Linked DNA regions of Mus musculus: region 2 is linked to region 1. Evidence: chromatin contacts called from public HiChIP or PLAC-seq data. All regions are on one chromosome and are shown on one strand. The core of a region is the stretch at or near the end of the contact, and the rest is flanking DNA. Distances in the headings are between cores, read along the strand shown.

Region 1 (4,692 bases), core at 925-3,424:
AATTTCACCTAAAGTATCAGAATCCACAAGTCCAGGGACCACCTCAAAGCTTTTCTCATAATTCGAGCTACTTCCTATGATAAGACCTACAGTCCCTGGAGGCAAGGTACCCCATACTGAAGTGGAGATGAGATGCACACCATCCCAACTAGAAACATCTGTTAAAGCTGCCAGATCTAACCCTGCACTCCCTGCGGTAGCTCTAGGTAAATGGTAAATTCCAGAGCTTCCGGATTCAGAGGAGTGGGTTCTTTACCACCCACTTGACTGTGCCTCTCTTTTCCCGCTAAGAGGCAGCCCCCTTTCTAGCTTTTAGACTTTCTAATCTTTCCCGCTTCTTTAGTGAGCAGAGTCCCATCCTTATGGAACTTTGATTTACATTCACTTCCCCAGTGCTTTCTTTTGCCACAATGCTGACAGGGACCATGAGGAACGCTCTTCTTGTTTCCCAAGGAATTTATACAATCTTTTCTCAGGTACCCTGGCCTTTTACACTGGAAACGTGTAATTTCATTCCCTTGGGAATTCTTTTCGTTCCCTTAAGTATTTCTGACATAGGCGCTGAATTTTTCTCCTTTCATTGCTGCCACGTAAGCTATCCCCTGAATTACAGCCAGTGAGACATCTACACGTGCTTTAATTTAATCTTGTAGGGAACTTGTCTTACGGATTGGTCTGATCAGGTCTTGGCACAAGGTATTCGAGTTTTCCCAAGCCAACTGTTTTATTAATATATTAGTCCCTTCTGAGGGAGGAAGCACTCTAGAAACTGCCTCTTCTAATCTAGCCACAAAATTCTCATAAGACTCGTTGAGCTTTTGCCTAATTCCTGAAAGGACTGTGGACTTAGCCCCAGGTGGGGGTAAACTCTGCCAGCTGGATACGGCTATCTGATTAATTTTTTTTTCAACACTGCATTTGAAATTTTTAGTTGCGCTGCTGGTTTAGCATAGTCCTTTTGCCCAAGAAGCATGGACTTCGTGGGCTTAGTTCCATGTTTTGATGAGAATCTTTCCTGTACTAACTTCCTGGCCTTCTCTTCATACTCTGTTCTCCAGAGAATAAAATCTCTGGGAGCCAGTGTCGCCTTTGCCATTTGATGCCAATCGTAAGGAGTAAGCCACTGGCTTGCTACTACATCCAAAACCTGTAATGTATAAGGTGCAGTGGGGCCCAGTGTCTTTCCTGATGACTGTAATTCCTTAAGAGTTTTTAATGGCAAAGGTTCCCATCGTGGCTCACTACCTTCTACACAAATTACTGGGCAAGTGAGAGTAAAATCTTTTCTTTTAGCCTCTGCCACAGCAGCATCAAAAAAAACCAAAACAAAACAAAAACAAAAAACAAAAAACAAAAAACAAAAAACAAAAAACAAAAAACAAAAAACAAAAAACAAAAAACAAAACACAGGCGACAGAAACCTATGCGGTTTTGGTACAGGTTTATGAGTGACTGGTGCTGCTATAAATGACTCCTCCCCACTGCTCTCTCCGCGGCTATGAAAACGATCTCTTCTTCCCTTTAGTTCACACTTCCCCGTTTCCTCAGAAAAAACCCATTCATCATCAGTTGTCTCTGATTCACATTTTTCTAGCCTTTTCTCTTTTTTGCCTGTATAGCACGATTTCTTTTTAGAAGCAGACAGTTTCACTTTCTGATCATCAGAGGGCTCTGAAGGAGCTTCCTCTGCAAGAAATTCTAAGTCTGTTTTCTCAGTCAATAAACCCCTCATTTGTTGCCACAGAATAAGGGCATTATTGGGGATTTCCCTAGATGAATTTTCCTCATGGAACTTCCTCATATCTTTACCTACTTGCTTCCAATCCTCCAATGTCAACCTTCCCTCCTCTGGAAACCAGGGACTGATTTTTTGCACAAAATCATAACATTCTTGTAAGGATTTATCCGAGACCTTTAGGCCTCTGCCAGACAACATGTGCTTAAAGACTGACAGAAACAATCTTCCCTTTTGATTCTGATTGCCCCATGATAAAACGTACTCAACCTTAACTGATCTATCTTATCAGCCCATCTGCAGTAACGAGATCCTATCCTTGCCTGAGGAAAAAAAGAAGAAAAAGAAAAAAGAAGGAAAAAGAAATAAAGACTAACCTGCCCTGGTGTCCCTATTCAGGCACCAATTGCCGCAGACTATCCTCTTTTGTGGGTCTTCTATCTGCATGGAACGGGTCTCTGGTTGCAGGTGGGCGAAGGAGTCAGCGAAAGTAGGTGACAAACAGAGATGACACGAGAAAGCATGTTGAATCTGAGTGTAATTTGTCAAATTGAGCATAAAACTTTTTATACAGAAGAATAACAAGAAACCAGGTGAGTTACAGTGACGCAAAACAAAAGGAATGTATACAACAAAAGATGGTGGGGACCAGGCCACTGTTTACAACTAAGAAGGGAGCCAGGTGTAATGCTAGTCTATTGTTAAGCCCACCACCAGGGGTTCTTAGTAAATGCCTGATTATGCCGTTCCCTTGGGCCTAGTGAAGAAACCTGTCTCAGGGGGATTCCCTAACTCTTTCATGGTAAACTCATCTATTCACTAGGCTATTGTGTATTTCCTTGTTTAGGTGAGACTCTGAGACTCCCCTACTGTCCTGAGTCCTAAGTAATCACTCTGACTAGCCCTGAGCTATTCTAGTTCCATTCTTTGTAATGCCTAATTAGTTTCACTGTCTGCTAGAAGTAAATTTGAATGTTACCTTTTCACTGAATTCCTACTGAATTCCAAGCTCATCAGCTTCAAGGATTTTCTAGGACATTGGAACACTGGTGGAGGCTCACCTAATGTTAAAATTCAATCTTTAAAGGCACTTATAAAACAATACTGAAAGAGAGCATACACCATACTAATGCAGGGATAGGATATGAGTATACAGGTTATGAGAATGCCAAGGTTCCAAGGAGGCTGAGTTTCCTTGAAACTCTTTGCCTCCTGACTGCCTTCAGGCATTTTGACCTCGACAGGCAGACGTCACTGGAGTGGGCAAAGCATTCTCCTCCTTTCATTTTTTTAATTTTTCAGTCAAAGTTCCAGAATGTCTCGTTTCGTCATAGCTACAGATCTCAGATGTACTCTAAAGATGAGTGGAAACACAACGATTACTAATAAAATAATGCCAATAATAATAGCAAGTAGGATTATATATTGAACCCAATCCAGGGCATTTAATGCACTTAGGTTATTTTTTAAATCTCTGGCCAATTCATCAGTGTTCCAAGTGTCCAAGTGACTTTTGCTAATATCTAAAATTTCTTTAAGTGTTCCAAGTCATGAGAAATATCAGCATCTCTCCATACTCCCTGCAAATGAGCTTTAGTCTTTTCCCAATCTATGGTTGCATTATAAGGTAATGATGTGACACAAATATATTGGAATGAAGCATGACATTTAATAGCTAACCTAACCTTAATATTTGCAATATCTTGCCCTATTGCCAGCACTGCTTCTTAGAGGGCGTTAACCTTTGCTTCCAATTGTTTATCTACACTATGCAGCTCTGACAAAGCTATGGAAATATTCTAATGCATATCATTAAAAAATGAGCGGTATGCAGTTGCTGAACTAAGACTGTGGTAGATAATGCTACTACAAAAGAAGTTAAAATTGCAATTAAAGCAGTAATTTCTAAAATCAGAATTGCAACAAATCTCCTTGGTCTAATAAGTTCATTTACTCTTTTCAAAGTTTGCATTCCTGAATTTACAAAACAAGGATCATTTCCTAACTCTGCAAGCAGCAAAACATAAGCAGGTCTCCTTAACAAAATCATAACAGCAGATTCCTTATCTAAATTAGGATCTACACAATTAGTTAGTTGACAAGAATTACTATGAATATGAAAAGACTAGCCAAGATTGGTGATCTTAACTCTATCAAAACTTTCCAATAATATAGCATATGGGTAAGGTACACAAGTTTTCACAGCTATAGGGGAGTTGACCGGAGCTTTGGGTTTCTTTAAAAAGATCACGTTAGCAGCAGCAACAAGTCTAAACAATTCTGGTTGAATAGCAGTTGTACTATGTGCAAAAGAATGACCAACCCAAATTGGGGCTACAAAGTCCGGAGTGAAATAACGTTTCAAAGGTCCATTCTCCATATCAGGATCAAATCCATAAAACTGAATATCAGAGAGTTGCTTAAAAAAAGCCAGCAATACCTCTCCTGGGCATATACCCAGAAGAAGTTCCAACTGGTAATAAGGACACATGTTCCACTATGTTCATAGCAGCCTTAATTATAATAGCCAGAAGTTGGAAAGAACCCAGATGTCTCTCTACAGAGGAATGGATACAGAAAATGTGGTACATTTACACAATGGAGTACTACTCAGCTATTAAAAACAATGAATTTATGAAATTCTTGGACAAATGGATGTATCTGGAGGATATCATCCTTAGTGAGGTAACCCAATCACAAAAGAAGTCATTAGATATGCACTCACTGATAAGTGGATATTAGCCCAGAAACAGAACACCCAAGATACAATTTGCAAAACACAAGAAAATCAAGAAGAGGGAAGACCAATGGGTGGATACTTCATTCCTCCTTAGAATAGGGAACAAAATACCCATGAAAGTAGTCACAGAGACAAAGTTTGGAGCTAAGATGAAAGGATGGACTATCCAGAGATTACCCCACCTGGGGATCCATCCCATAATCAGCCATCAAACCCA
Region 2 (4,692 bases), core at 1,071-3,570, 2.8 Mb after region 1:
AATACTAAACTTCATTTGATCACTTGTGATTGAGGTACACCTGTATGTGACAGGCCTTGGAAGGGTGGTGACGAAGAAATGAAACACTTCTACTGAATAGAGAGCTAGTGGCTCAGGAGACTTAAGAAAGGGTACTGGTTTTAGAGTTGAGTAGGTTTAGAACCCTGCATCTAGATATTTAGTGTCATGAAACTTACAAGTTGCTAACACCATTTTTGTCTCAGTATCCCAAGTTTTCAAAAAAGGAAACCCTTGTCAAGCTCGTTTCACGGGGCTGTTGTCATCAATGGTGTAATCAGCATAAAATTTTAGAAAAATGAATATGTACAGAAATTCATATTTGGATATCAGCTAGACATGCAATAAGGAAAAAGAATTCAGGTTAAGAAGAGCAAACACAGCACAACAGCTGGAGATCAGGTGTTAGCGGGACTGTTCTCCAAGACGGAGCCCTCGGAACAGGAGAAGGAACGTGCAAATGTCTGTGTGAGGTTTCAGAAGGAACAAAGGCTTAGGGCAGGATAGAGCTGCTAGGCCATGGGGAGGTGGCAGGGGAAAAGAGACCAGTGACAGCAGGAATCAGTCCCTACCTCATTGAACCTATCTTTTAAAAATGCACACACACACACACACACACACACACACACATACCCAAACTGCAATTGTGAGTATGAATTGTAAGACGTACTAAGCACTATATGAAGTAGAGTAACATGAAAATATCGCCACAAAGTGGCATCTATAAAGACTTACATAAAGAGCTTCACAGACGTTCATTTAGATTTAGCCTCCAAAGGAGGCATTTGGTGCCAGAGTTCTTCTTTCTGTTTTCTGGGCTGTTTGAGATAGGGTCTAGGTTGGCCTTCTGTGTTCTGTGAGGCTGAACATGACCTTGAACTTCTGATCCTCCTGTCCTCTACCTCCCAAATGGCTGGGATTACAGGTAAGCACCACCACACTTGATCTATGCAGTGCTGGGAATAGAACCCAGGGCGTTGTGCACACAGTGCTCTAACAAATGAGCTATATCCCCAGCCCTCTATGTCTGCTCATTCTTATAATGATGTCCCCTTAATGGGCTCTATGTAACAGAGAATAAAAACCAAACTTGAAAAGCCCTCTGTGTAATCTTCCTTGGCTCCCGTTTCTGAAATACTTCATATTTAATGCTGACAAGGTCGCGGGCTGACTGGTGATGGTATCCCTTCACTAGGAAAGAAAAGGCAGGGGATCAAGAGTTCAAGTCCAGCCTGACTTCATAGAGTTTCAGGAAAGAAATACTTTTAAAAGATTAAAGGCTCGTTAAGGGTCTATGAACTCCAGAGACAGATGCAGATTAAGACTCCCCCCCCCCCACCCCCCAGAGGAAGGAAGGGATGGTGAGCAACAAGAGGGCCTGGAGTTGGCTGAAGGCCTACACAGGTTTCCCGAGTGGATGGCATAAACCGACAGTATTTGGTTCTCGGTGAAAAAAAAAAAAAAAAAAGGTGACTTTTTTTTTCTTTATTTCTATTTTTTCAAACTTGGTTTTACAGAAGACCCGGCTTGGGACCAGATCGAGTTCAGCCTTGGTTTAAGCGTCCACACCTGAGCAAGCTTCCCTGCTTCAGTGGACGGCGCAAAGCGATGCACTTATCCTCGTTAAGTGCAAACCGTTAGGAAATGCTGCACGCCAGAAGCTGCCGCACCCCAGCCCGCAGTGCGACCTGAACCCTCCGCGTCGCTGGGACGCCGGTCGGTCCCCAAGTGCCCCCAGCCTGGGGTCCTCGCGGAGGGCGCCCAGGGCCACTCGCCGCGCCCCGCCGTGCCGCGGGGCTCCGGCCAGCAGGGGGCGCTGCGGCCCGCTCTCCCGGGAGCGGCCGAGCCAGCCCGGTGGGTGTTTCTCTCTCTCTCTCTCCCTCTCCCTCTCCCTCTCGCGCTCTCTCCTCCCGGCCTCACATCCGGGTCTGGAGCGCGGCCGCCGCTGTCAGTGCCGGGCCGGGGCGCAGTCAATGGCGGCCGAGGGAGGCGGAGCGGCGGCCACGCGCAGCCCCGAGCCCCCGAAACTTTAGACTTCGGAAGCCCCACAACTTCTCGGAGGGGGGCGCGTGGGCGGAAGGGGAAGCCGAGGCGGGAAGCCCGAGGGACGCGGCCGAGCCCGGAGCCGCCGCCTCCTTTTCCCCACGCCGAGCTTGCGGCCGCGCACAGCCGCGCGCCACCGCCGCCGGCTGCCCCGGGCCACACGAGCTCGCGGCCCCGCGGGGAGGCCGTGCCGTGCGCAGTACCCCGCCGGCCGCCCCGGGTCGCGGGGCCGGCGCCCGGGTGGTGCATGCGGGGCGGGGCGGCCGCCGGGCCGAGGCGAAGATGGAAGGCTTGACGCTGAGCGACGCCGAGCAGAAATACTACTCGGATCTCTTCTCCTACTGCGACATCGAGAGCACCAAGAAGGTGGTGGTCAACGGGCGAGTGCTCGAGCTGTTCCGGGCCGCGCAGCTGCCCAACGACGTGGTCCTCCAGGTACCGCCGCGTCCCCGGCCGCGCGGGCCCCGGGCAGCGGCAGCGGGAGTGGGCTCCCCCGGGGACGGGCAGAGGCCGCAGGTGCGGGAGCGGGGTGCGCGGGGACCCCTGGAGGGGGAGGGCTCGCCGTCCGGGTGGGGGCGGGGGTCTGCGGAGCCTGCATCCCTCCGGCAGCCTGTGCACTGGAAGAGCAAGGTCCCGGGTCTCTCGGGTTGTGTGTGCATCCTAGCGTCTGCTGGATATGCCTACTATAGTCACATAGCTCTTCGACTCCCGCACAATAGGAAAGTTACGACTATAGGCAGGCAAAATGCCATATGGATTTTTGAGCGAGCCGAGCAGACTCGATGAAGTGAGATTTGTTACGCTTAAGGTATCCAAGAAGCAGGTGGTTTGGGTTTTTTTTTTAGGGGGGGGGTTGTTTTGTTTTGTTTTAAATTTAAGGAAGCTGTGTTCTTAGGGGAGACTAAGAAATTTGAACTTCTGGCTGATACTTGGCATGTAGATAGATGTGAAAAGAACTTGGTCGTAGAATGGGTGGCCGGTGGACAGTATCTTCTAGTGCCCTTCCCGGGAATAGTCAGTGGAGCTTGTGGGTTTGGTTTGGGATTTATTGAACAGCTGGAATCAGACAGCGGATAGTCTCCTCAGTCTGTAACTCTGCCACTCGTAACTCTGTAGCAGCAAGGGTAAACCTTCTTTGTCGCCTGTTTTAGAAGTGCTAATATTTGTGATGAGCATTAATGCTACTGCTTAATGATTCATAGCTGCTATAGTAAGAGCCTGTTTAAACTGTATGGGAGGAAGGAACCGTCTTAAGTTTTCATCCTCATATTGATCCCAAGCCAGTTATCCAAATCTCCAAACACATGGAGATGGAAGTGGATATAATGCAGTGGAAGCAGAATATTGGGCCAGAGGTTTGATTTTACTTTGTTTTGAGACAGCTTATTGCTTTATATCCCAGACTAGCCCTGAACTCAGGGTCCTGTTGCCCCCTCAACTGCTCAGGTGCTGGGACGTGGGTGTGGGCTGGGCCAGGAGTCTCCAGGCTTTTAGAAATCTCATCACTCTGCCTCCTCAGCCTCCAGTTCTCTGAGGCCCATCTTAGAGTGAAAGTCAGTTTTCTTCTAACAGAAACCCTTGTGATATAAAAATTTCTACACACACCTCGAATATAGACAATACCCGAGTGCCTACTGTGGTTTAGGGAGTGAATTCTTTCTCACTTTGCTTTTGTTTCATTTTGTCATTTTTTCTTAACCCTGGGGTGTGGTGGGGAAAGGTGAGTGTTTTAGGTACCAGGGAAGGATAAGAAAGTCTCAGATCTGTGCTGCTGAAGAGGACAACATAGTGACAATTTTAGGCTTTCCCAACAATTCAGATTCTGTGTGGATTCACTGTTTTTGTTTTTATGGCCCTCTTACGATGAGGAAACCAGGTTTAGCTTGGGTTCACACAAAACATCCCATAGTTTGCTGATGGGTTAAATGATATGGGGCTAGTGTCTAATGGATTTGGTACAAAACTTACAGGTTCTGGACAAGAAGCCCCCCATATTCTATTTTAGCTCATGTCTTTGGGGTTCAGAGTTAACTGGAAATGACTTTGTCATTCTAATGGTACACAAGACTTTTTTAGGGTGTTTACATGTTTAGGGCATAGAAATTAGTGTCCATTAACCTCCAGCTGAGATATGTTCAATTGAATCCAACTTATTTTCATATTTTACTCAATTGTATTGGCATTTGAAAATAAATTTCTATTATCTTTGTACATAGGTAGCTTAAGTCGTTTAAATATTTGGGATTCAATTACACGTTGGAAATTGTAGGATCCCTGAAGCAAGACTTCCACAGTAACATGATCAGGTTGACGATCCCTGACCAGGATATCTGCAGTACTCCTAACCTGAAAACTTTGAGGGCCAAAATATCACAAGTGGAAAATTCCATATTATGAAACTTTCTTGTTCAGAATTATCATTCTTTTAAATTGACTCTCAAACTGTGGGACTACTGTGCATATGAGATGTAAAGAGATCTCTTCAAACTTGGATCCTACCCCCAAGATATCTCATTGTGTGTACACAAACCTTCAGTTTCAAGCATTGCTGATAAAGAATAGCCAACCTGTACTGAATAGCAATCTGGAGTCTTGAAGGCAGCTTACTTAAAATTTGGCCTAAGACATAGA

What was found. HiChIP or PLAC-seq counts read pairs in DNA pulled down with a chosen protein or histone mark.
Region 2: an H3K27ac HiChIP or PLAC-seq map of epiblast stem cells shows a contact between it and region 1, with 8 times the contacts expected there. The contact joins the promoter of Reps1 here to the enhancer-like site in region 1. A contact is called at or near these places in 3 of 39 promoter capture datasets (the 3T3-L1 cell line, cranial neural crest and liver) and 3 of 115 datasets of contacts at active chromatin or transcription factors (embryonic stem cells, epiblast stem cells and large pre-B cells).

What each region holds. Positions count from the first base shown.
Region 1 is chr10:15,260,962-15,265,653 of GRCm38.p6, forward strand. No RefSeq gene overlaps it. Among named protein-coding and RNA genes, the nearest start is that of Gm23892, 280 kb to the left of the region's middle. Within about 2 kb of position 2,175, at least 9 of the 459 cell types and tissues checked have an H3K27ac peak or open chromatin away from gene starts, as enhancers often do. A contact at or near this core is called in epiblast stem cells, where this site is marked.
Region 2 is chr10:18,053,620-18,058,311 of GRCm38.p6, forward strand. It overlaps Reps1 (RalBP1 associated Eps domain containing protein), which reads left to right and starts at 2,321. Exons shown (of 20, transcript NM_009048.2): 1 at 2,321-2,496. The coding sequence starts at 2,344.